Linked DNA regions of Mus musculus: regions 2, 3, 4, 5 and 6 are each linked to region 1. The links are chromatin contacts, called in public HiCAR-type and promoter capture Hi-C maps. All regions are on one chromosome and are shown on one strand. Each heading gives the region's core, a stretch centred on a gene start, on an enhancer-like site or on the middle of the called end of the contact. The rest is flanking DNA. Distances are from core to core; before and after follow the strand shown. Region 1 holds the start of Zfyve19 (zinc finger, FYVE domain containing 19). Region 2 holds the start of Srp14 (signal recognition particle 14). Region 3 holds the start of Pak6 (p21 (RAC1) activated kinase 6). Region 4 holds the start of Bub1b (BUB1B, mitotic checkpoint serine/threonine kinase). Region 5 holds the start of Bmf (BCL2 modifying factor). Region 6 holds the start of Mapkbp1 (mitogen-activated protein kinase binding protein 1).

The links. Promoter capture Hi-C pulls out the DNA fragments that hold promoters and counts their contacts. HiCAR-type assays count read pairs that join an accessible place to other places. Capture Hi-C pulls out chosen DNA fragments and counts their contacts.
Region 2: a promoter capture Hi-C map of liver shows a contact between it and region 1, with 2.4 times the contacts expected there. The contact joins the promoter of Srp14 here to the promoter of Zfyve19 in region 1. A contact is called at or near these places in 3 of 39 promoter capture datasets (erythroid cells, hippocampal neurons and pre-B cells), 3 of 484 Hi-C or Micro-C datasets (B cells, CD4 T cells and memory CD8 T cells), 2 of 115 datasets of contacts at active chromatin or transcription factors (large pre-B cells and pro-B cells) and 2 of 9 other capture datasets (adipose tissue and liver).
Region 3: a promoter capture Hi-C map of adipose tissue shows a contact between it and region 1. The contact joins the promoter of Pak6 here to the promoter of Zfyve19 in region 1. A contact is called at or near these places in 3 of 39 promoter capture datasets (hippocampal neurons, liver and pre-B cells), 1 of 484 Hi-C or Micro-C datasets (the G1E-ER4 cell line) and 3 of 9 other capture datasets (adipose tissue, liver and pancreatic islet).
Region 4: a promoter capture Hi-C map of fetal liver shows a contact between it and region 1, with 3 times the contacts expected there. The contact joins the promoter of Bub1b here to the promoter of Zfyve19 in region 1. A contact is called at or near these places in 7 of 39 promoter capture datasets (the SN4741 cell line, erythroid cells, fetal liver and 3 more), 2 of 484 Hi-C or Micro-C datasets (CD4 T cells and muscle stem cells), 1 of 115 datasets of contacts at active chromatin or transcription factors (microglia) and 2 of 9 other capture datasets (liver and pancreatic islet).
Region 5: a contact with region 1 is called in a HiCAR-type map of kidney, with 2.9 times the contacts expected there. The contact joins the promoter of Bmf here to the promoter of Zfyve19 in region 1. A contact is called at or near these places in 2 of 39 promoter capture datasets (3T3-L1-derived adipocytes and pre-B cells) and 1 of 115 datasets of contacts at active chromatin or transcription factors (kidney).
Region 6: a promoter capture Hi-C map of erythroid cells shows a contact between it and region 1, with 5 times the contacts expected there. The contact joins the promoter of Mapkbp1 here to the promoter of Zfyve19 in region 1. A contact is called at or near these places in 2 of 39 promoter capture datasets (erythroid cells and liver).

What each region holds. Positions count from the first base shown.
Region 1 is chr2:119,207,157-119,210,956 of GRCm38.p6, forward strand. It overlaps Zfyve19 (zinc finger, FYVE domain containing 19), which reads left to right and starts at 1,564. Exons shown (of 11, transcript NM_028054.3): 1 at 1,564-2,027; 2 at 3,326-3,447; 3 at 3,625-3,675. The coding sequence starts at 1,974. It overlaps Dnajc17 (DnaJ heat shock protein family (Hsp40) member C17), which reads right to left and starts at 1,639. Exons shown (of 11, transcript NM_139139.2): 1 at 1,532-1,639. The coding sequence starts at 1,609.
Region 2 is chr2:118,477,332-118,480,994 of GRCm38.p6, forward strand. Srp14 (signal recognition particle 14) reads right to left here and starts at 2,365. Exons shown (of 5, transcript NM_009273.4): 1 at 2,260-2,365; 2 at 2,047-2,119; 3 at 1,590-1,702. The coding sequence starts at 2,283.
Region 3 is chr2:118,662,011-118,665,604 of GRCm38.p6, forward strand. Pak6 (p21 (RAC1) activated kinase 6) reads left to right here and starts at 1,567. Exons shown (of 11, transcript NM_001033254.3): 1 at 1,567-2,013; 2 at 2,773-2,856.
Region 4 is chr2:118,595,945-118,599,955 of GRCm38.p6, forward strand. Bub1b (BUB1B, mitotic checkpoint serine/threonine kinase) reads left to right here and starts at 2,267. Exons shown (of 23, transcript NM_009773.3): 1 at 2,267-2,517. The coding sequence starts at 2,504.
Region 5 is chr2:118,547,344-118,551,333 of GRCm38.p6, forward strand. Bmf (BCL2 modifying factor) reads right to left here and starts at 2,343. Exons shown (of 5, transcript NM_138313.4): 1 at 2,197-2,343; 2 at 1,698-1,827. The coding sequence starts at 2,319.
Region 6 is chr2:119,970,856-119,974,628 of GRCm38.p6, forward strand. It overlaps Mapkbp1 (mitogen-activated protein kinase binding protein 1), which reads left to right and starts at 1,844. Exons shown (of 30, transcript NM_011941.3): 1 at 1,844-2,313. The coding sequence starts at 2,197.

The DNA of each region.
Region 1 (3,800 bases), core at 314-2,813:
TGAATTTGGATCCTAAGCATTCAGGTAAAAAGCCTGGATCCCAAAAGCAGGGCACGGGGCATCCTAACATTTGGGAGGCAGATTTATCGCTGTGAGTTCGGAAAAACTAGCCTGATCTACATAGAAAGTTCCAAGACAGCCAGGGCTACATCAACTTTTCTTCGAGAGAGAGAGAGAGAGAGAGAGAGAGAGAGAGAGAGAGAGAGAGAGAGAGAGAGAGAGAGAGAGAGAGAGAGCGAGAGAGAGAGCCGGGCATTGGTGGCGCACACCTTTAATCCCAGCACTTGGGAGGCAGAGGCAGGTGGATTTCTGAGTTCCAGGTCAGCCTGGTCTACAGAGTGAGTTCCAGGACAGCCAGGGCTGCAAAGAGAAAGCCTGTGCTTTACGAGTATTTATTTCTACATCCATTTTTGACTTCAGCCAAATCTTCAGGAAGCTTTCTGAGCAGGATGACCACAACTTTACTGAAGAATCCAATCACCCTGATTTTCTGCCCCAGAGCACTCTTTCTGACACTCAAGCATTGGACAAGCAGTCCAGAAGTATAAGAGCATTGATAAGATCTCTTGCTGGGCGGTGGTGGTGCATGCCTTTAATCCCAGTACTGGGGAGGCAGAGGCAGGCGGATTTCTGAGTTCGAGGCCAGCCTGGTCTATAAAGTGAGTTCCAGGACTGCCAGGGCTATACAGAGAAACCCTGTCTCGAAAAAATAAATAAATAAAAAGGATCTCTTCCCCCCCCCCACCTTAAACACGTTAAGACAGCTGACCTTAAACTCCACAAGAAACTGAAGTTGACCTTAAATTCCTGATTCTCCTCCCTCCAGCGCCCAAGTGCATTACAGGCTTGGATCACTATGCCCAGCCCGGTGGGCATTACTTTTTATCCAATGAACTCCCCTGCGTGTACTGTCACTATTGCCACCACAATCTAAGAGTAAATAACAGAAACCTTAAGTACAGCACTTGAGATAAGTGGACCCCCACACCACCTGCTTTAACCTTCTGATCCTCTTGTTTAACCCGCTAAGCAGCACGCACTGACAACATTGGAACATCTGATACTTAAAAAGAGGAAAAGAAAACTGAGGCCTCTAGGTTCTAGGCCTCAACGTCAAATCCAGAAAAAGAAGAGGGGCTGAGGGGAGGAGTTAGAGCCTAGAGACTTTTCTTCCTAGGATCCCCCTGAAGTTAAAACAGACTAAAACCAAACACCTCCAGACAGACAGGTAAAACGTTCAGCGTACAAACTGATGCTGCGCAGGCGCAAAAAAGCAGGCCTGGGCTCTCAGGTTCAACCGGCCTCCAAACAGTGTGGCAGAAGGGACAGCACGGTCACACAGTTCAGAGTTCTCAATGCCTCCCTCCCTAACCCAGTCCTCAAGCCTTTCAGGAAGTGCCCGGAGGCCCCCTTTTTAGTCATTGGCCGTCCCTCGCTCCGGGTCCAGGATAGGGCGGAGCATAGAAAGCCGGAGCCAGGCGCGCGCCCTGACGCGAGGACCGAAGAACTGCTTTGCCTATCAAGTTCTCACCTCTTTGTCTGCCGCCTTCTCCTCAATGCCGAGCAGCGCGTACAGATCCATTTGTAAGAGCTCTTTGGTCACCGCCATGGTTCTAGTCCAAACTTGAATTGATACTACAACTCCCAGGAGTCTGAGCGTGTGCGTGGGCGCGGGGCTTACTCGCTCCGAGCCGGCCCAAAAGCGCGCTAAGCCTCCTGGGATGATGCCTTCCGATTCTCGTCTGACTGGCTGTGGAGGAGCGCGCTGCGGAGAATGAACTACGACTCCCAGCATGCCCCACTCCGCTGCCGCCCCGCCTTGGTGAGTGCAAAGTCAGAATTCTCCGCGCTGGGCCGCCCCTGGACAGCGCCGATGGGCGTGTGGGACTGGGCTGCACAACCTGAGGGTCTGAGAGGCCTACCCTGCGCTGGTGAGAGGCTAACCTACCAATTCTGCAGCGCCGAGAACTGCTATGGAGAGCAGGTGCTACGGCTGTGCTGTCAAGTTCACCCTCTTCAAGAAGGAGGCGAGTGTACTCCCAGAAAGCCGAAGGGCCAAGGGAGGACGCGGGGCGAAGGGAAGGGAGTTGCAGGCTAAAGACCGTTTGACGGCTTCTTTTCAGTTGTGTGGTTTTGATGAAGTAACCCGGTTAACCTCTCTGTAAAGTGGGTCGGATGCCCACCCGTTTCCGGGTTAAGATGATGGTCTGATGAGGTTCAGTGAGGTAAAAGCACTTCCTGCAAATCCCGATGACCTTAGTTCGAACCCCAGGACCCACATGGTGGAAGGAGAGAACTCCTGAAAGTTATTCTCTGATCTCCACACACATGCCATGATATGCATATGTCTGCACGCATACACTCACAAAGAAATAATGTAAATTAAGAAAATGTAAAGTAGCTTCGGTGAGGTGCTGTAGCTGAAAAGACCCTAGAAATTGTAAAGTTTCCAAAAGCTACACTTTTTTTTTAAATCTCCACCTACATTCTATCCACTCCCCTTCTCTCCATCTCTGTCTTTAAAGTCATCCCATGCATGCCGGTTGCTCTCTGTTCTGAAACCTGCCCCGTCCACAGCTTGCCCTTTTCTCCCCAGGGCACAATGAAAAAGCCTTCTTCTCAACCACATTCCCCTTGTGAGCTGCAAGGGAAGTAAATGGGACGAATTCATGGTGTATAGGATTGGAGCACTTACATATCAATTTTGGTGTCAGAGTTCAAATTTCAGCTGCCCTGTCTTATTCAAAGAATGATCTAATTGAACGGTCATGTAATTTCACTGGCCCCTGTTAAAATAGAGATAATACTGGTGGGCATCAGGATCAAATATGATGACGTATGTAAGTGATGATGGTTATAACAAATGATGAATTTTAAGGTGCAGGCTTAGTGCCTGGCACACACTAAGTACTTAATAATTGAAGCTATTGTTACAACCCTATCCTGAGGCGAACCTCCCACCATCTCTACCAGAACAGAGAAAGCACGGGATCTGCACCCAACTCTGATTCTTTTTGTTGACAAGCCAGGGACCTGACACACTGGGCCTTGTTTGTCTTTGCACTACACCCCCATGGTAAGAAATTGAAAATGGTAGAAAGCATGTGAATTTTGCCTGAAGTTTTATCTAATTTGAATAAGACTCCGGAAACAAGGAATTGCTGAACCCATCTCGGCCAGAACCCTAGGGATACCACTCTTCCTCCTTCCTTCAAAATCTGGTCACAACTTCACTTCCTTCTTTCTGTGAGTGCTTAGAGGGTCTCAGAGAAGAGCCATCGGGGCTGGGTGAGACATGCTTCCTCCTGCTTCCTGTTTCTTATAGTATGGCTGTAAGAATTGTGGCCGAGCCTTCTGTAACGGCTGTCTTAGCTTCAGCGCTCTGGTACCCCGGGCTGGCAACACACAACAGAAAGTCTGCAAGCAGTGCCACACAATCCTGACCAGGTGAGAGATGGGCTCTGACAAGGGTTCAGACAGACATGACAATAAGCATCTGGTCAGGCCTTGTGGCCTTGTGCGCCCTGGCCAGAGGTCTGCCTGGGAAGTATTTGGGGTAGAAATTACCAATGGGAAGGAGGGCAGGACTTCTGACACCATTGTCCTCTGATGTCCTTTCTCCAGAGGGTCTTCTGACAATGCTTCCAAGTGGTCACCACCTCAGAACTATAAGAAGTAAGTGCTGAGAAGAAGACAAGTGGGGCTGGGAAGAAACAAGGACACCACTACCACATCTCTCCTTCCAGTCTCCAGAGCAAATGGGTGCAGGGCAGAGAGAATGCCCACCTCCAGGCTCCTGG
Region 2 (3,663 bases), core at 1,115-3,614, 730 kb before region 1:
GATCGTCCGGTACCACAGTCTTTAAATTTAAGGTAAAACAAAAAACAACCTTATACAGAGCCGGGCATGGTGGTGCACGCCTTTAATCCCAGCAGTTGGAAGGCAGAGGCAGGCGGATTTATGAGTTCGAGGCCAGCCTGGTCTACAAAGTGAGTTCCAGGACAGCCAGAGCTATACAGAGAAACCCTGTCTCGAAAAACAAAAAAAAAAAAAACAAAAAAAAAACCTTATACAGATGCCCCTACGTTTTTCTCTTTGGATTCTGAGCGATATCAGAGGACTTGTCAAAAGTGTTCATTTTATTATGCAAACTACATCCAAACTTCTCCCTCTGCTGAGCACGTGGTGGCTCTGGCCTGGAGTCCCAGTGCTCGGCAGGCTTGGCCTGAACAGGAACAAGCTCCAGGCCAGGATGGGCTGGATAAGCAAGGACCTGTCTCATGAAACTCTATCTTCCATTGATTCAGACTGATATAAGCACAATTCAAACTGTCATAAAAGAAATAATACCTAGGAAAAAGGCTGTTTCACATTTGTGGCAGCCAACCATAACGGCAATGTAGCCTTGCTTTACCTTGACAGTCGTCTCAAGAGAACATCAGCTACCGTCCGCAGTTTCCTGAGTATCCTGTACTACTGTCATTACAGGCTCGCTATAGAATTAAGAAGCATTCGCTCTGAATCCAGGGAATCTTTGTTTTGCATATTCACCCTTTCATAAAAAGATCATGGTTCTTGACTAGATATCCTCTGTAGTGCCAAGCCTAACCTGTAGCTACATTTGTTAAGTGAGCCACAAAGACCTGGAAAAAAACAGGTTAAAAATAATCATCTAATTCCCAGAACCTATGTACTGATGGAGCAGCAGAGAAAGAAAACACAGCCAGTCATGCTTCACAGCAACTCCTAGGAAAACGGACCACATGCTCACTACCACGGACTCCAGCAGAACAAGCATTCGGCCTCTACTTTCTGCCTAACAGTTTATTGCTGATAGTTTGTCCTACAAAAACAGGAACTGTGAAGGTGGTGCACACCTAGGATTCCACCACGTTGGAGACAGAGGCGACCTAAGGAACCTCAGTTACCCGAGACCTTATCCCAACCAAACAACCCACCCCCTCCACCAAAAAGAAGCAGAAGTAGATCCTGATCCCACAACAGCCTGGGAGTGACAGGCCAAAATGACAGGGAAGGGGGACCCGGACCTAATCCTGACATGCCCCTCCTCCCTCGGGGTGGGGGTGAGGCTCAACCCAGAGCGATGACTTAGCGGGATGAAGACCCTGGCTTGGGTCACATCTCCAACTTCACAAAAACCATCACTGTCATCTGTCTCAGTTGATGAGACACTCCTGTGACACCAGCACGGGCTGAAGCGCCTGGTGTGAGCTTCCTAAATCACAAGTTCAAAGTCAGCCTGAGTAGACTGCAAGACACTATTTTAATTTTTTTTAAATGTGTTCCCCTAGCTAGCACTGAGATAGGTTGCTCCTGTACCTTGGCTACTTGAGAGAAAACTGACTTTTTCTGAGTCGGCCAGGCCAACTCAAAAGAAAGCAGAGCCTTAAGAAAGGCCTCCAGCTCACCACGGTGCTGATCTTCCTTTTCCCATCCGTGGCTCTCAACAGACACTTGTTTTCTGCGGGCTCGAGGCCCTCCACAGAACTCTTCCTCGGGATAGGTTTGGTGCGACCGTCATCTGTGTTTAAGAAAAAAAAAAGTCCACCCAGGTAAACACCACCACAGGCGTTGCTTCTGGGTCCAAAGTGATGATCGTAAGGAAGGGTCCGCCATCACTCAGGATACAGCCAAAACTAGGAGCAACGACTCGCTCGATAAACACTGGGACCCCGAGGCATATTCTTCCTCACTAACGGAGCGGGGGCCGGGCTGCCTGACAACGGGCGTCGGACACACTTGGGGCCCCACTGTCACGGTGAGTGGGTGGCCGGCGCCGCACCGGCCACGAGCCCCGGAGGTGGCCGGTGCGGACAGGCCGGGGGCCGGGCTGTCCCCTCCCAGGCGGCCCCGGAGATTGCTTACATTTCTTGAGGGTGATGAACACGCTGCCCGACGAGCGGCACTTCTGGAAGAGCCTGGTCAGCTCCGTCAGGAACTGCAACACAACACGCCCCGTTAGGCAGCCTCCGCTCCTCGCCCCGCCGCCTCACGGCCCCGGCCCGCCCGCAAAGGGAGAACCGCGACCCGAGCTGACCCCACTCGCTCGAGTCCCGGGCCCTCCGGGGCCGCCGGTACCTGCTCGCTCTCGAGCAACACCATCCTGGGCTCCGCAGGTCCGACGCCGTCAGCAGAAGCCTCCAGCGGTTACAGCCGGAAAACTCGCTCGCGCTGGGCGGGACTTCCGCTTTAGTTGCACGTCTTCCGTCAATCCTCGCTTCGCTCGGGTTGCCTTGCGCCTGCGCGCTCGGCGCCTCCTCCCGCGTCTATCCAGGATGAGGAGTGACGCTTGCTTTCGGTGGTTGGACTGCGTTGTCAAGCTACACCGTAGGCTGTAGGAGGGAATGAGAGCAAAAGAAAGACTGGATAGACATATGCAAGTCACCCAAGAGTCCACTGACTCACTTTCCCCATTTTTTACACAATGATCTGGTTTCTCAGAACTTGCTGATGAAGATGAAGATGTGAGGTGTTTTTATAGATGCATTGTTTACATTTAGGAATAAGTGGCCAAGGAGCTCCAAGTTAAACTCAAAGCCGAAAGCTAAAACAGCAGAGTTCGCTGTTTCAGTATCTTTGTTTGAGGTATCTTTAGACAAAGAGTACTTGCTCTGAAGGCACTGTTGATCTATCTCATCGGCAGTGCTGAAGTCAGCAGGAAGCACAGGCTAGACCCCAGAAAAAGGTGCTTTTTTTTTTGTTTTGTTTTTTTTTTTTTGTTTCCAGGGTCCATAGTTTTTTCTTTCTATCCTACTTCAGAGGGTGGGAAAATATGTGAAAGTGATTGGAGAAGGAGCCGGGGATCACACGGGGCCTTTGCCACCGTTAGCAGGGCCCATAGCCACAGAAGGCTCAGATGTTGTTCCTGGTAGAAAGAGGGGAGTGGGGAGGGAGTGGCTCATCGGTGGAGTGTGAGTATCTGGATTTAAGATGTTTAAAAATCTTAAATTCAGACAAGAATGATGGCCCATGACTTTAATCTCAGCACTCAGGAGGCAGAGACAGGCAGAGGATCTCTGAGTTCAAGGCCAGCCTAAAGTGGAAACTTCTGGTTTCTTTGGTAAATCGGTTATATCAAAGAACATTTCGCTGAAGCAGACACAGGTAAAAGGATGTTTAGAAAGAATGAGAGATGAAGGATTCTTCGATAACAACATGCATGCATTGGTTCACCTTACATTGAGTAGCTGAGCTCCGTTTGTCATGACCCCATAGAGAGAAATGCACACACACACACACACACACACACACACAAAAACTTCTGGTGATATGCTGCAGTTTCTTGCCACTTCCTCGGACTCCAGCCAATTGGCAGAGTGATGTCAGCTGATACAGACTCATGGAGTTTTGCTAAGTCAGACTGAGGCAAGACCCTTAGAGGACACGTGATGTTTGGAGGGAGTATAAATAGGACTCAATGGACAGTGATGGGGGCTTGCATAGTTAGTTTTGGAGTGCTTCTCGGTCTTGCGTCTTCAATGA
Region 3 (3,594 bases), core at 317-2,816, 550 kb before region 1:
TGACGTTTGTATGTGGATTTTGATGTCCCTCTTGTTGGACACTGATGTTGTCCCTGTGTGCAGTCTGAGACCTTTGCACAGGCAGTGACTGGGAGTCCTGGTTTTAGAAGATTAGCTTGGTGACTAGGTAGATAAGAATGAGCAATAAATGACATAGGCCAACGGAGAAGAATGCTGATGTTTACCAAGCTCTCGGATGGACAGTCCCTGGCCGGGCAGCTTTGTCTACGGAATTCCCATAATCCTGGGAGGCAGGTGAAATTGTTTCCATTTTATAGATGATGACACTGAGGTTCAGTTGATTAAACAGCAGGCCAGAGTCACTCAATTAGTGAACAATAGAGCTGAGATGTGAGCTCAAGACTGAAAATTCAGAGCTCAGGGAGTTAGCCACATTTTAAGAATGAATGTTCAAAAGTGATGTGAATACTTTAGTGCCCCCTTGGGTAGTTAGAATCAGAAGACTTCTAGCTTTCTCGTGGCAGTACTTGTGGGTCTAGGAACACGTGGTGGGCAGTGTGGGCTGGACTGTTCACAATGGGGCAGCTACCACATAGGTTTGAGGTCAGCCTTCAGCAGAGTTTAGAGGAAGCCACAGAGAGATTATGGAATGATGCCTGGGAAAAGGGAAAAGGCAAACAATTGGCTAAGACGGGAATTTGGGCACTTCCCAGATGGACATGAGAGAAAATGACCAGTGAAGGAGGCAGGAGGCTCAAGACAGTGAGGGAGGGGCCATGCTTACGGAGTGCTCTTCAGGGAACCAGCAGGTGGGCATCCTGAGTCTCCTTTCCTCCCATGCAACTGTTTCTAGTTGTGGGAGGGGCGATGCTGGAGCAGGGGAGAACAGAAAGATGGTACCCACAGAGCTGAGTACCCCACCCTCCATCCTCACCCTTTTTGCCCTTTAGGACAAAACCAGATGAGAACGTGCAGCCCAGGTGTGGCCACGCCTGCCAGGGCTGAGACCCACAGCTGCAAACCTGGGGCGCGGATGGGAAGGGGGTTAGGCTTGGCTGTGAGCCAAGAAGGTCTGGTTTCTGGGGAACAACGGTGAGGTGAACTACAGTAGGCTCCTCTGAATCCCACCCCTCAGTCTTTTCTCTCCCTCCTCCCCCTCAGCAAAGGAAAGCAGTAAGAAACGTGTTTTTTTATAAATAGCTCCAGCCCCAGCTGATTTGTAAATTCAGTGGGTTTTTTTGTGTCAATGACATCACCCTCCTCCCCATGGCAACCCCCGACGATATCAAAATTGCCAGGCAACGTTGGAGCTGCTCGCGCCCTACAGGAGCAGGTCGCTGCCTGAGATTCTAATGGAGAAATCCCAAAGTGAGCTGGGGTGCACGGTGGAGGAGGGGTGCGCCGCGGCCGGGGCTGCCGGGCCCTGATCGATTGACCAGAGGAAGGCGGGAGCGGTTGTCGCTTGCTCCGCAGCTTGAACACACCGGGGGCTCCACGGCCAGCTCTTCCTGACAGCAGCGGCAGACCACAGCAGGTGGGGGGAGGGCACTGCTCGGTTCCTGACATGCCGGGAGCAGCAAGCAGCCATCCAGGTGACTAAGCCGGCCCACCGCCACTGAGTCACCCACCCACCCTGGCTTTTCTTCCTTCCCCCTTTGCATCTGATTATTTGGGGAGCTGAAAACTTGGAGGTGTCCCTGAGGCCCGCCCCTTCTAACTCTCCCCGCCCTACCTCGGCTTGGAGGAAAATGGAACTCGCCCGGAAGCTGCCACTACCCCCTAAGGACATGGAAGGCACGGAGGGAGCCAGAGGTGCCCATGGAGAGACCTCGGCTGGCAGAATACAATAGCAGACATGGTGTTCGGGCTGCCCGTGTGTCCTCTGAAGGTTCTGGGAGAGAAGGGGAGTCTAGTCCACACCGACTGGAGTCCTTCTGGGCTGCCTTTGCGCTCACCTCTCAAGGGGATCTTTCTGTAAAAGGAAACGTGTGGCTTCCAGGGTCACTGGTATTTGGAGAGCAAGACTGGATTGGCATAGGCAGGCCTGTGCAGGTAGGTGGCTCTGTACTGGGTGTGGACCCACGTGTGTGAGAGGGTGAGGGTGTGTCACAGTGCGTATGCGCCCAGCCAGATCTGAGGACAGCCGCTGGTCAGCAGAGAGCTGGGATGGGGACCTGACAGGGGTTGATTCTGATCGATGCTGGGCCAGCCTAGTCTTGAGTGCATGTTGGGGAGAAGGGACAGCAAACACGTGGCCTGAGCAGACAGAAGGACAGCTGCCTGCTCGGGCAGGCCCAAGCCCTGGCTGGGACCACAGGACAGAGACGTGGCCAGATGCCAAGGTAGGACGTGGTCCTGAGGCCTGGCCAAGTGTTAGGAACTAAACTAATAGGCATGGGTGTGCAGGTTCATCTCTTGTCTTCCTGACAGCCCTGAGTGCCCAGAGAACACCTTTCTAACAAGGATCTTATCACTCTCCCAGGCAGAGCTGTTCAGCTCCTATGTGTGTCCCTGCTGAGCTCAAAGACACATCCAATGAGCAGGCTACAGGCCGGGGCTCGGCTGGGGGCCACCCTGAAACCCCCTTTCAGGCATGCCCCTATGTGTGACAGGCAGAGGGGTGTGGGCCCCCTACCTCCTCCACACAACTGGCAGGCTTTTAGGCACATTGGTGAGTAAGCTGCCGCAGGCAGGGAGGTTGTGCCCACAGAGATGAGATGACACCAATCAGGGACCTTCTGGGGAAAAGCGGCTGAAAGAGAAAATCACCGGGGTCTTTCTTTTTCTTTCTTTTTTTTTTTTTGCCTAAAGGTAGCACCAAGCTTCTGGGCTCCAGACAAGCACCAGCCTACAGTGGGAGAGGGTGAGGCCCAGCTGCCCAGAAGGAGTGCCAAGGTAAGGTCTCCACTGTGGCAGCAGGTTCTGGATTCTTGAGCTGGGGACAGGGTATCCATTTATTGAGGCCACTCCTCACCTAGGCCAGAGAAGCTAACTCCGTGTTCACAAAAAAAAAAAAACAAACAAAAAAACCAAAAAACCAAAAACTGTGAGCTCTTGGACTAAGGATCCCTGAGGTGACCTGACTGTTGGCCACCCCCTCTTCAGGTAGATTTTGAAACAGCTCGGTGGAAACCAGTTTCTGGCTCTGGGCTTGTTTCTACAGTCCCTGCCTTTGCTTCCTGCTCCTGCCAGACCAAGCGAGGGCCACCAGCACTTCTTCCAAGAAGCCCTTCTCACCTGCCCCTCATGTAGTCATTCTGCAAATATTTATGGTGCGTCCTCTGCCTACTGGGCTCCAGCCCCCACTGGTGCCCTTTCCCTGAACTTAACCTGGCAGACTCTGACTCTGAAAGTCAGCATGAGGCCAGGGCCAGGGGCCTGCCTGGGGGCAAGCTAGTGCTACCCTTAGTCTTGCTTGGGCTTACCACTTCTGCTCAGGATTCTGGGCTGGTGGGCTTCATCAGGCCCCAGGAACTCAAGTCCATGCCCCAGGGAGCAAGGTTAGTGCAGTGTAGCCACTGGTGTAGAATGCCAAGGTCAGAAAATGTTGCATTCCTTCCGGGGAGACAGGGGTGTCTTTCCCTAAGTTGGTTCTGATGAAAACTGAGTTCCCAGGGTGGGCTTGGGAGCTCA
Region 4 (4,011 bases), core at 1,017-3,516, 610 kb before region 1:
GTTTATGCTGAATTCTCCAGGTGGGCCCCATCTGAGGTAATGAGCCTTTAATTTCCTGACTATGATCAGAGAAAGGCAAGTAATGCTGGAAGCCTGGATGAAGAGATGCTAGATCCCGAGCTCTGAGGATAAAAAGGGAAGCATGAGCCAGGGGTGACAGTGAAGCCTCTAGAAAACTGTCGAAGGAGAAACACACTCTCCCACAGCAGCTCTAGAAAACAAGGCAGAATTCCCCAAGCCTCAGTCAACCCAGAGAACCCGTGCCAAACTTCTCATCCATAGACCAGAACACAATGAGTTTGCATCATTTTAAGCTATTGAGTTGTGACATTTCCTACTTGTGCATCAGGAATACTGATGCACACCCTTAAAGATTCAAGGTGCAATCTGATAGATGAAGAAGTCCTGAGGGGAGCTGTTCCACATAACCCAGCATTTCAGAAACAACCAAACACTAAATCTCTAGTCTCCTATAACACGTATTGGTAACTTAAAACCCTGTCAGGAGCATCTCATCACTATTTAGCCCTGTTTTCTATATGATGGTTAGGAGAAAGTGGAGTATAATCTGGCACTTTTTGATGGGGCAGCATAGAGGTCCAAGAGTAGGGAGCTGGGTGAGGAAACTCACTGGATAATGGTGGAAATAGAGAGGTGGGAATCTACCACAGACACACACCTCAGTTGCTTCAGAACTTGATTTGTTCTGATGGGTAGATTGTGCCAACTCGTCCTTTCCCTCAGGTTCACTGTCTTCTGTAGAGAAATTCCCATGGCTCCCCTCTCTACTCCAGAGCCTAGTTGGAAGTTATATGCTCAAATGACTAATTTATCTGTTTCTGGTCTGGGTATCGACGCCCTGACATTCCTTGTTTGTTTGTATACCCCCGCCCCAACAAACGGAGAAAAATTTGACAGAATGGGCTATGTACACCTCTAAGGAGACGAGAGAGGGAGGGAAGATTGAGTCTTAAGGGAGAGGCAGTGCAGTAAGGAAGAGAGTGTAGTACAGGATACAGCAGTCCTGGAGAGCAGTGCAGTATTGTTGCGAGGGAGAGTAGAGCAGCACGGGAGGGAGAGGGAGGCAGGTTGAAAAGAGAACAAGCTGGACACAGGTAAAGACAGAATGAGCAAGAGATTGAGAAAGAGCCAGAAGATTAGGAAATAGAAAAGACTGCTAGAGTGAGTTTGAGGCCAAGCAGAGCAATTCAGGGGCTGGGAGAGAAGCCAGATTGAGTCAGTCAGCTGGGAGAGGAGTTTGAGCCAGAACAGCTGAGTTGAACCAGCCAGGTAGACTTCAGAAAGAACAAGAAAGGGTGAGCTTATTCAACAAAATTGAGAGGCTGACCTAGATTAGATCTTATGGAGGCTAGAATTTTCTAGGAGTGGATCTAGGTCAGCAGATGGAGGCAGTAAGCCCCTCAGACAACAATCACAACAGGAGAATAAAAGTTATTTTTATAGCCTGATCTACAGAGCGAGTTCCAGGATAGCCAAGGCTACACAGAGAACCCTTGTTTTGAAAAACAAAAACAAACAAAAAACAAAAGCAAACTTTTTATTGTGAAGTAAAGTTGCCCTGGATGGTCTTGAAGTCTTGGTCCTCACATCTCAGTCTCCAGAGTAGCTGAACTATAGGCCTGCATTACCAAGCCTTTAGCTCCAGTGAGACAGGCAAAGCGCTTACCCTGTTTGTATTCTGTGTTAGATCGTAGTTTACAGGACATCTGGTAGGCTGCATGAGAGAACAAATGGTACACTTCCAAGAGAATTTAAAGGAAGTTGGTCAAAGTTGAGAAGTTGTAGAGGTCAAAGGGCTTGCTGGGGAAAGGAAGTGCAGTGCTAAACCAGGTCTTGTGTAAAAGAGAAAAACGAGAACACAGTCTTTCCACAGGAAACAGCTGGGTGAGAGTGGCCTAAGGATCCCTGGACAGGTGTTAAGACCTGGGGCTCAGACAAGACCTAGGCGTAGCACAGTTAATTGTTCGGAGCAACCCAGAAGAGTAATGTACTCAAAGACACGTTATGAAACTGAAACCATCAAAGAACCTCTTGTTAATAAAGTGTCTCTCCCTGGGTTCGAAGGCTTGTCTTAGAAAGGAAACACAGAGCAAACTCGAAGTGCCTGAGCACGCTGCAGTGCTAGGACAACCATTGGTCCTTGCACCTCAAACCTGAAACTACAACTCCCATTGTGCATTGCGCAGCGCGTGCTTAAACCCGGGATACACTACAATCCCCAGAATGCTTTGGGAGGAGCGGGAGCGGGGAGCGGCGAGGCTACGTCTGCGTCAAGAGACGTTAAATTTGAAACTTGGCGGCCCGTGCGTGATGGGGGCGTGAGGAGGCTATTCTGAGAAGGAATCGGGTGCGTGGTTTTGTTTAGGAGCACGGGGTGACGATCTTCGCAGCTCCAGAGCCAGCTGAAGGTTGAGGGAGACTCAGTTAGCACTCGGAGGATAAAGGTCTGCGGAAGGGCGAGAGCAAGTATTGGGAATGCAGGATGGCGGAGGCGAGGTAAGGACCGGACGCAAATTGCTGCCGCTGGGTGCTCGGCTGGCGAGGGGAGGATCGAGGAGGTCGGCCAAGAGCAGGTCTCCCCAAACCCCCTTCCCAACGGCGTGGAGCCCTGCATCCAGCCAGGGGGCAAGACTGGGAGAGTTTGGAATTTGCCATATGATCTGGTTCTGAAACTCACCTCAGCCGTTTTTATTTGACCTTGAACATGTTTACGGAGGGGTGGGGGCACGCAGATATTAATGCTGCTTTATGGAGTTCTGGGAGGATTCAAGATGTTTGTAAAGTACCTGCTTTCAACTAATAAGTGTTCTCACTTTGCTAGCAGCTTAGGGATCTGAAGAGCAGAGCACTTGCAGCTTTTCCTCATCATAAAATATAGAGGGTTTTTCTAGGTTAGAATTTAAGATGCATTTCAATTATGGAACTTATAATAACTGGGTAATTGCTGTCATAAGCTGTCATTCATGGAAGAGAATTTATCGACTACCATTTTGAGCACTGAAGGCGAACAGTAAAAGACACAAAATCCCAACCTTTGTGAAGCTTAAGTTCTGGGGAGGAATGAATCGGGGTGTGTGTCGCGGATGGGCAATAAGACATGTTTAACATCAGATAGAATCAGTATTAACAAGTGTAAAGCAAGAGAAGACGGCATTGGAGGTAGAACTAGTGTGGTTTCAGAAGGGTTTGGACATGTAACTCAGGAAGGGCACTTGTTCAAGGTACATAAGGCCTTAGTTCATTACCCAGCAATGAGGCTTGGGGGTGGGGGAGTCGGGGCAGAGGGAGATTTGAACAGAGGCCTCCCTGATGAGATGGCACTTGGGTCTGAACTAGAAGGAACTAGTCACGGACAGGTGAGATGGCTCTGTGGATAGAGATAATTGCTAACCAAGACTGAGGACCTGTTTGGTCACCCCTCCCCCACCCCCGAAACCCCATGGTGGAAGGAGAGAAACAACTCTAAGGTTGTGGCCTGACTTACACACACACACACACACACACACACACACACACACGGCGGGGGGGGGGGGTGAGAATAAATACATTTTTGTTTTGTTTTGTTTTTTGTTTTTTTCGAGACAGGGTTTCCCCTTATAGCCCCGGCTGTCCTGGAACTCACTATGTAGACCAGGCTAACCTCGAACTCAGAAATCCGCCTGCCTCTGCCTCCTGAGTGCTGGGATTAAAGGCGTGTGCTACCATCACCCGGCTTGTTTTGTTTAGTTATGTTTTGTTTTATAAATACATTTTTTTTTTAAAAAAGAGCTAATCATGTACGTATTTAGAAACAGGAGTGGATGCTGCTACTGGTGTCTCATTGTCAGTGGGAACCCATGTCAGACATAAAGCTGCTAGTTTTCTGTTTTTTGTTTTTTTCTAAATTTAAGTTAACTTCGCTAAACTTAAGATGCTTTTAAAAATTATTTTTCCTAGCTTTAACTTTATTTGTACAATACTGTCACCAACACCCTTGCCATGTTCTCTCTT
Region 5 (3,990 bases), core at 1,093-3,592, 660 kb before region 1:
GTAGGATCAGGTGCTACCACCGGGTACCTGGGGACATAGAAGCAAGACTAGCCTCTGTAAGTGGCTGTGGAGGCTCAGAAGGGGACACTTACTGACTATACAAAAGTGCACAACATACTTATGTGCACACACACACACACACACACACACACTTCCTAAGCAGGAACCTCCAGGCTCTCGGCGAAGTCTGAACTCCAGGCTAAGCAGCAAAAACAAGAGCCAGGAATTGTAGAGCAGCCAGGTTCCCTCCTAACGTGCTAAGCCCCACCCTGCTGCACATCTCCACCCCCTCCTTGCACAACACAACAAACAGGCTCTGTGGTGTGGTGAGTGTGTCCTGGAACAGGGGACGTAACTTAGTCACTCCAGCTGGCCAGCTGGCTTAGCTCCCGTCCAGAGGAGCAAAGCTGCCTGCTCACCACAGGTTAATCTGGAGGGTTGAATCGGCCTCTAGCAAAGTGTCCAGCTAATTCTACTCGCTAATCTTCGTGACTTCCAATTCTCATCCACTCAGCCTCCCATTCCTGCCAGAGCTGAACCTGAGATAGGTGCAAAGTGCCTCGCAGAAGGAAGTGAAATTCAGCCCTCCTGCTGAGCGCTCTCTCCCTGCCTACACAGTGGGGCTGTTTCTTAGTGTTAAGTTCCTCTCGCTCCACCTGACAGCTCATGAAATTCTGCACTTGGAGTCACCCGGCAGCTTGAACTTCCAAGCTGACCTCGCCTGAGTTAGGGCCCCTGGGGCAACCAGAAGCATCAACAAGCACCTGAATGGTTAAGGAGATGCAAGGACAAATTTTGTCATCATCAGACTGCTGGGGATTCCAGGGAGTTCCGATCCCCACTTTATTGCCTTTGAAAGACAAGCCAAGTAGTTTGTGGGGCTAAGTCTTTACAGAAATCTCAGTTAGGTTCAGAAACCTTACTTTCCCAAATGCAAGCTCTGTGAGGTTCTTACTTCAACCCTCAAGCCTTACCCCATCCCACCCCTGAGCTATCCGTAGTCCTGTGCCCTCTTCCCTGGAGAATGACTCCATGCCTGCTATTGTTCCGATAGGAAAGGGGTAACTCCAGCGTAAAGTTTCCAGATGAAAGGACCAAGAGATGTCACCTAGCAGTGCTTCTTCTGTCCTTCAACCTCTTCTTTGCAGTGTGGCTATCCCAACCAAAGTAGGGACTCTCCAGAGCCAATCACAAGCAGGAGTCATTGTCTTGGTGTTTCTTTTGAAGCCTATCACTCCCCTCCCCCTCCCAGCAAAGCCCCAAAGTTCAACCCTTGCCTAGACTGGACAGTGGGGGAGGTGCAGCCAGAGGGTGTGGCTCTGAAAACGCGGAGGACCCCCCCCCACTTTGCACAAGAACTGCAGGTGGCTCTCCAGTTAGTGTGAACCTCGGAGGGGCTCTGGGCAAAGTCAAAAGTAAACTGGGGAAGAGTGGAGACCCTCAGCTTCCCTGAGCTAAAGTGGTAAAGTCCAGACTGATAGGAAGAGGGCACTTCCTGAGAGCACCGCCAGGGAATGCTTTATTCCTAGCAAAGGTCTTAAAGTCCGCTGGAGCCATCGCAGAACTTCGGCGATCCAACTAGGATGCTCAATATAAACTCCTCCTCTTAGGAGTTAGCACTAGCCAGATACCTTGAACTCAATAGTGGCTAAGATCTCAGGACACACGCGCACGCACATGCACACACGCACACACACCTGGGTGACTCCAGGACAGCGTCTCAGCCTCCGAGTTGTGATGCCAGGGCTCTGCGCCAGGGTCCAGGGTGAAGAACACTCGGGGGGCTTGGTGCCCACACTCGATTGGGAAGAAGGGGGCAAACTCCAGCTGTTAAGAAGAGGAGCCTTCAGACTCCGCAGGGAGGCAAAATGCACCACAACTTACGGCCCCACCCCACAGTTACACCCGGAGGCCAGAGCGTCCGGGAGCTTGGCAGTGGACCCCAGGATCATTTGCTCACCTACTTTTAACTCCGAATTCCAAATGCTTCCCGAAAGCCCCTCTTGGAGCAGCAACCACAAATTTGTGCTCTGCACCTCGTTCCCACATCCCTGCACCCCAACTCCCCGTGGTCACCCCAGATGCCCGCAGTCCAAACCCTTCCCCGGGCCCCCACGCGCTGCGCGACTCCGCTCCCCACTTCCCGGAGGAGGTACGATCCAACTCCGCCTAGCCCCCCGCCGCCCGGGCGCTCACCGGGCTGCGGTGGGAGGCGGTGGCGCGGGCTGCGGCAGCGACTGCTGCAGGCGCGAGCTGGCGCGGGAGGAGGCCACGGCACACCGCGCGGTATTGTTTCCAAAATACGCCCGCTCCGGGCATCCCGCAAACAGCTGATGAGGCCCCGCCCCTCTTTGCGTCACTCCAACCACTGACCAATGGCAAGTGGAGGTCCAAGTCTCAAGCTGGGCAGCTGCCAGGGACAATCACCAATGTACAAACCTTCCCTTGGAAACATTATAAGGGGCCGGGCGCATTTCTGACCTCCGTCAGAAGCGCAATTGGAGCGCTGTAGAGGGTGAGGATTCGGTTCCTAATGCAAGCCCCAGAAACGACAGAGAGTCCCTAGGTTTTCTACTAGGTAGTGGGGGGACAAGACGCCTAAGTGACTTTTGTCTACTTGGAAATGGGCTGAGTTATTGCAGGACTTCCAAAAAGCCGGCTCAGGAGGAGACTGGGAGTTTTCAGACGCGCCTTGTAATATATAGCGGAAAAAAAAAAAAACCGAGCTGCTGGTCCCTAATAAAAAAAAAGCAAAACAAATAAAAAACCAAAACAAAAAACTGCCCTCTTTCCTGTTGGGCGTGTCTGAGGAAAGCTGGAGGAGAACACGTGTGTCTGCATCTAGAACCAAATGACATTCGGATCCATCAAGTGCAAAGAAAGGCCATGTCCTCTCTTCTAGACTGTGGAAGATCACTGTTGAAAAAAGGACTCTAGCAGAGGGGAAATCAAAGGGGTAGCTCGGACAGCCCTATCTATGGCAGCAGCAGAAGGCTGTTCTTGGACTGCTAAGAAAGCAAAACGCATCTCGTGTACTATGGCCAATCTAGGGATGACTCCACATTTTTTTGAACACCTACTATGTGCCAGGTCCTGGTCTAAGTGCTAGACTTCTGGTGCCTGACCTCAATGAACCGATACTTCACATGTGAATGATGGAAACCAGCTTGAATGGTGCTATTTTAGGGATAATAAGCAAAGATTTTTGAGTCGGGCCTTGAAGAATGGGGAATATTTCACTAAATAAAAACCAAATAAAACAGTCCTGACCCAGAGAGGTCAGGGAGCTAGAATAAAGTACTTAACATGTCTGGAAAGCAAGATCAGCTGCACGCCCCCCCCGTCCCCCCTCCCCCCCATCAAGCTCTCTGGCATCTTCACTATGATTTAGGATGTGAGGGTATGGGCAGGTAGATTCAGGTCAGATTGCAGAGGTGCCCCCTGGAATACCAGGCTGAGGAGTCTGTATTTTTTAAAAGTAATTTGTTAATTTTTATTTTATGTGCGTTAGTGTTTCGCCTGTATGTATGTCTTTGTGACAGCGTGTCATCCGGAACCAGAGTTACAGACAGCTATGAACTGCCGTGTGAGTTCTTGGAATTGAACCTGGGTCCTCTGGAAGAGCAACCAGTGCTTTTAACCACTGAGCCATCTCTTCAGCCCCAAGGAATTACTTTATAGAGGACTGGTAGCAAAGATTTTACAGAAGATGAATTTTGGGGAAAACTGAGTGGGGAGGCAGAAATCAGTGAAAGGAACAGAGCCCTGCCACAACCTAAATGAGCTGCAATAGAGACACGGGCAAAGCAGAGAAGCTGGGCTTAGTTACAGTCTCTACTTACAGTCTGCTCTAAGATACAAGCTGGCTGGATCTGGGGCTCCCAGACTCAATTGTCTTTGGCTATTTTTTGTTTTAAAATTTTTATTTATTTACTTTGGTTTCTTTCTTTCTGTTTTTCTTTTTTAATTGTTTTTAGATATATTTATTTT
Region 6 (3,773 bases), core at 594-3,093, 760 kb after region 1:
TTGTCTTCGGGTCTAGGCGGTAAAATTGGAAGTACCATTTTAGTTTCCTAAAATCTATAATGTGTGGCTTTAGGCGTCCAGTTGCTGTTGACATTTGTATCCAATACGTAGCTATATAGTACACAGGTACCTTCCTGTTTGAACACAGATTGTGCAAGTACCACTAAACTTTTTTGTTTGTTTTTTGTTTTTTCGAGACAGGGTTTCTCTGTATATCCCTGGCTGTCCTGGAACTCACTTTGTAGACCAGGCTGGCCTCGAACTCAGAAATCCGCCTGCCTCTGCCTCCCAAGAGCTGGGATTAAAGGCATGTCCCACCACCGCCCGGCCACTAAACCATTTTTTAAGGATCCTTCCCTCTAACTACCATTTTCCTCAGCAGTTCCTACGGTCTGGAATGGGGGACATGTCAGTGTACTGTTCTAGTTGGGTACAGGCCTTTTGGCTTAAGCTAGCCTTTTCAGAAGGCAGTTTTATTTTATTTAAAGAAATTATGTGTTTGGGTGTTTTGCTTGGTGCCTATGATGGAGGCCAAAAGAGGGAGACAAATCCCTGGGAACTGTTGTGATATGCCATAAGGGTGCTGGTAAATTAAACCTGAGTCTTATGAAAAGAAGCCAGCGCTCTTAATCACCAATCCATCTGTCCAGCGCTCCCCAACCCCCAAGGTAATTTCTTGAAGTAGTAGCTAGATGAAAAATTCTAGCCAACTTACAAATCTATGAAGCATGAGTATGTGGTATTTCCCCTATCTCCATGAGCTAGAACAAAACAAAACAAACAAAACCTGATAGCAGCAAACTTTGACATCGGTGTCAGCCCTAGGGGTGTTTGCAATTTTTGAAAAGACAGAAAAGATCTGGAGTAGCAAAAATACTGTTAATGCTGTTAACAGTATTTCTTGTTAAATGCTATAAGGACGTTGGCAGCTAAGGAAATGATGGATTATATCATGGGTGCCTTTTCAGTTCACAACCTACCCTAAGGCTCTATTTTGAGGCTTGAGTCTTCCATCACTGATAGATTAAGTTCAAAAGTGTGTAAATTGAGTTACTCTGCGTGAGTCATTGTGTTAGGCTGGCCGGAATCAGAAACGATTCCAACTGCGTTAAATCCCAGCACTTGGAATGGAAAGGAGTTCTTTTGGCAGCATCCCAAACCCCCCCCCTCCTTTTTTTTTTTTTTTTTTTTTTTTTTTATGAGTTAGGAATTAAATTTCAGCCGTAATCTCCTAGGCCCACCAAATATCAATCTTAGGCCTGGAGGCGTGGTTATCAAAGTTCTCTAAGAGGACCATGCCTGATAATACCGTAAAAGGCCAGGTTCTCTCAATTCTAAAGCAATATTACATTGACCTTCCTTTAGGAGCGGTACCCACAATTATACTGTGCAGAATCCGAGACCTCTGCGTTCTTGGTTCATTCCTTGGTTCCGCCCCCATAGGCATCAGTCGTCCAATCGGGAACCAATCTGCCACAGACCGCACCCCCTTTACTAGGCCCCGCCCTCCCAGCGCAGCTCGGCCCAGGCTCTAGTTCGCGTTTTGAGCCGCTGGTGCCACCATAGCTACTGCTGCGGCTGCGGCAGCAGAGCTGAAGCCGTCGATCGCGATGCCGGAGGGCGCTGTGAGCTGGGCCCCAGCGAACGGGGGCGCTGACGAGTAGTAGGGTTTCTGAAGTAGGCAGTGGGTGTGGGGGGCTAAAACGGAGCTCCCAAGACTCGGGTGCGGGAGGGAGCTTCTCGCATCGGCTCGGGCCAGCGTGAGCCCGGCGGCCAGCTCGGTGCTTCGGCCCCTTGCCCAGTGGCTTCGGAGGCCTCCTCCCTTGGACACCTCAGTTACCATGGGAACACTTGGGCTGTAACCGGCGCCCGACTGGTCACTAGTTCATCCGATTCTTCAGTTAAACGCCTCTGGCAGGTGTGGGCCTGACATTTCTTCACTCCAGGGGTCGTCCTCCCCTTGTAAAAAAAAATCTAGCAGGCTAGGGTGGGGATGGGGAGTGGGAAAGCGCAGGGCAATGCCCAGAGTAAGAGTTGGTGACAAGCAGAAGACACCTACTGTGATGATAAGGTTGCTTCTGCCATCTCAGGCCAGTGAAAGTGCATATCCGAAGGCTGTGTTGAACGAGAAGGCAGTACCGCTGTTGAGACAAGTCCAAAGGCTAGGCCAGGGACTGTCCTTAGGGGCTCCTCGTTATGATGGCTGGAGAAGGGTCAACCATTACTAGCCGTATCAAGAACTTGCTGAGGTCTCCATCCATCAAATTACGCAGAAGTAAAGCAGGAAACCGGAGAGAGGACCTCAGCTCCAAGGTGAGTCCTGTTGGGAGCCACCTCTTACCTACTCTGTCCTCTCCTGCACTTCGTTCCTTTTTTTTACCTTTCTCTTTCTTGAGGGGCAGGAAGGGGGTGGAAGAATGAAATTTCTCTGTTGGCTTTAAAAGATCATATACGCTTATCTTTGACGACCTGATTTGAAGTTGGAAGAACAGCAGGCGTGGGTGGGCATGCTGAGACGCAGCCATGGCTTGAAGAAGGGCATAGGAAGGCAAACTGGGTTTAACAGGGCCTCAGTTTAAACTAAGTGTGTGCTTGGGAAACAAGTTGACATTTTATGACTCAGTTTCTCTTCTTAGAAGAGTACAGTGAGATCACATATTCTGTAAAGGACCTAGCTGTGACTAATGTATTAGTGTAACAGTTGGGGTTATAATGCCAGACTGTACAACAGAAAGAATATACTAATACACTTCATCTAAGAGAGCAAAACAATTTTTTGACAAGCTTAGTGATGCATGCCTGTAATCCCAGCACTAGGGAGTCAGAGGCAAGTTCAGCCTGGTCTATATAACAATTTCCAGGGGGAGCCAGGGCTACATAGTGATACCCTGTCATGTTCAAAGATGTAGAAGATTGGGCTGGCAAGATTGGACTGGTAGAGACCTTTGCCAACAAGCCTGATCTGATTTTGATTCCTCGGACCCACATGGTGGAAGGAGTAAACCAACTCCTGGAAGTAGTTCTCTGATCTCCACATGTGCATGCACATATGCAGGGGAAGAAATAAATGTAAAATGGTTTATCTCTTTAAGATACTTAAGTTGCTGGGCTAGAGCGATGGCTCAGTGGTTAAGAGCATTGGCTGCTCTACCAGAGGTCCTGAGTTCAATTCCCAGCAACCACATGGTGGCTCACAACCATTTATAATGAGGTCTGATGCCCTCCCTCTTCTGGCATGCAGGTGTACATGCAGATAGAGCAATCATATCCATAATATAATATAAATAAAGATACTTAAGTTGCTTTAACTGGAACGTCTTGGTTTCTCGTGATAACATGAAGGAGCCACGTGTGTGTGCCAGAAAGGCAGCTCTCCTGGTCTGTCCTTGTGGCACTGCTCATTCTGAGCATTGTATGCCAGCATCCTTCTTCTGGGCAGACGTTCATCCATCTTCCATTCTTATACATGTCTGGGATTTGGTCCTTATACTTTTTTTTTTATTTGTTTGGTTTTGTTTCAAGGCAGGCTCTTGTTACACAGTCCTGGATGGGTTCGAACTATAAACTTGTGCCACAGCCTTCTGAGTGCTGGGATTGCTGGCATGCCCAGCTCATATTTTATTCAGTTTTGAGACTCATCACAATTTGGGGCATACAAAAGTAGAATACATTTATTTACAAGATTTCCCTTGAGGGAGTCTTGAGCATTGTTCCCACAGGATCAGATTAGGTTTTGTGTCTTCCTAGGAGCCCATAAACATAGTAACTCTGTG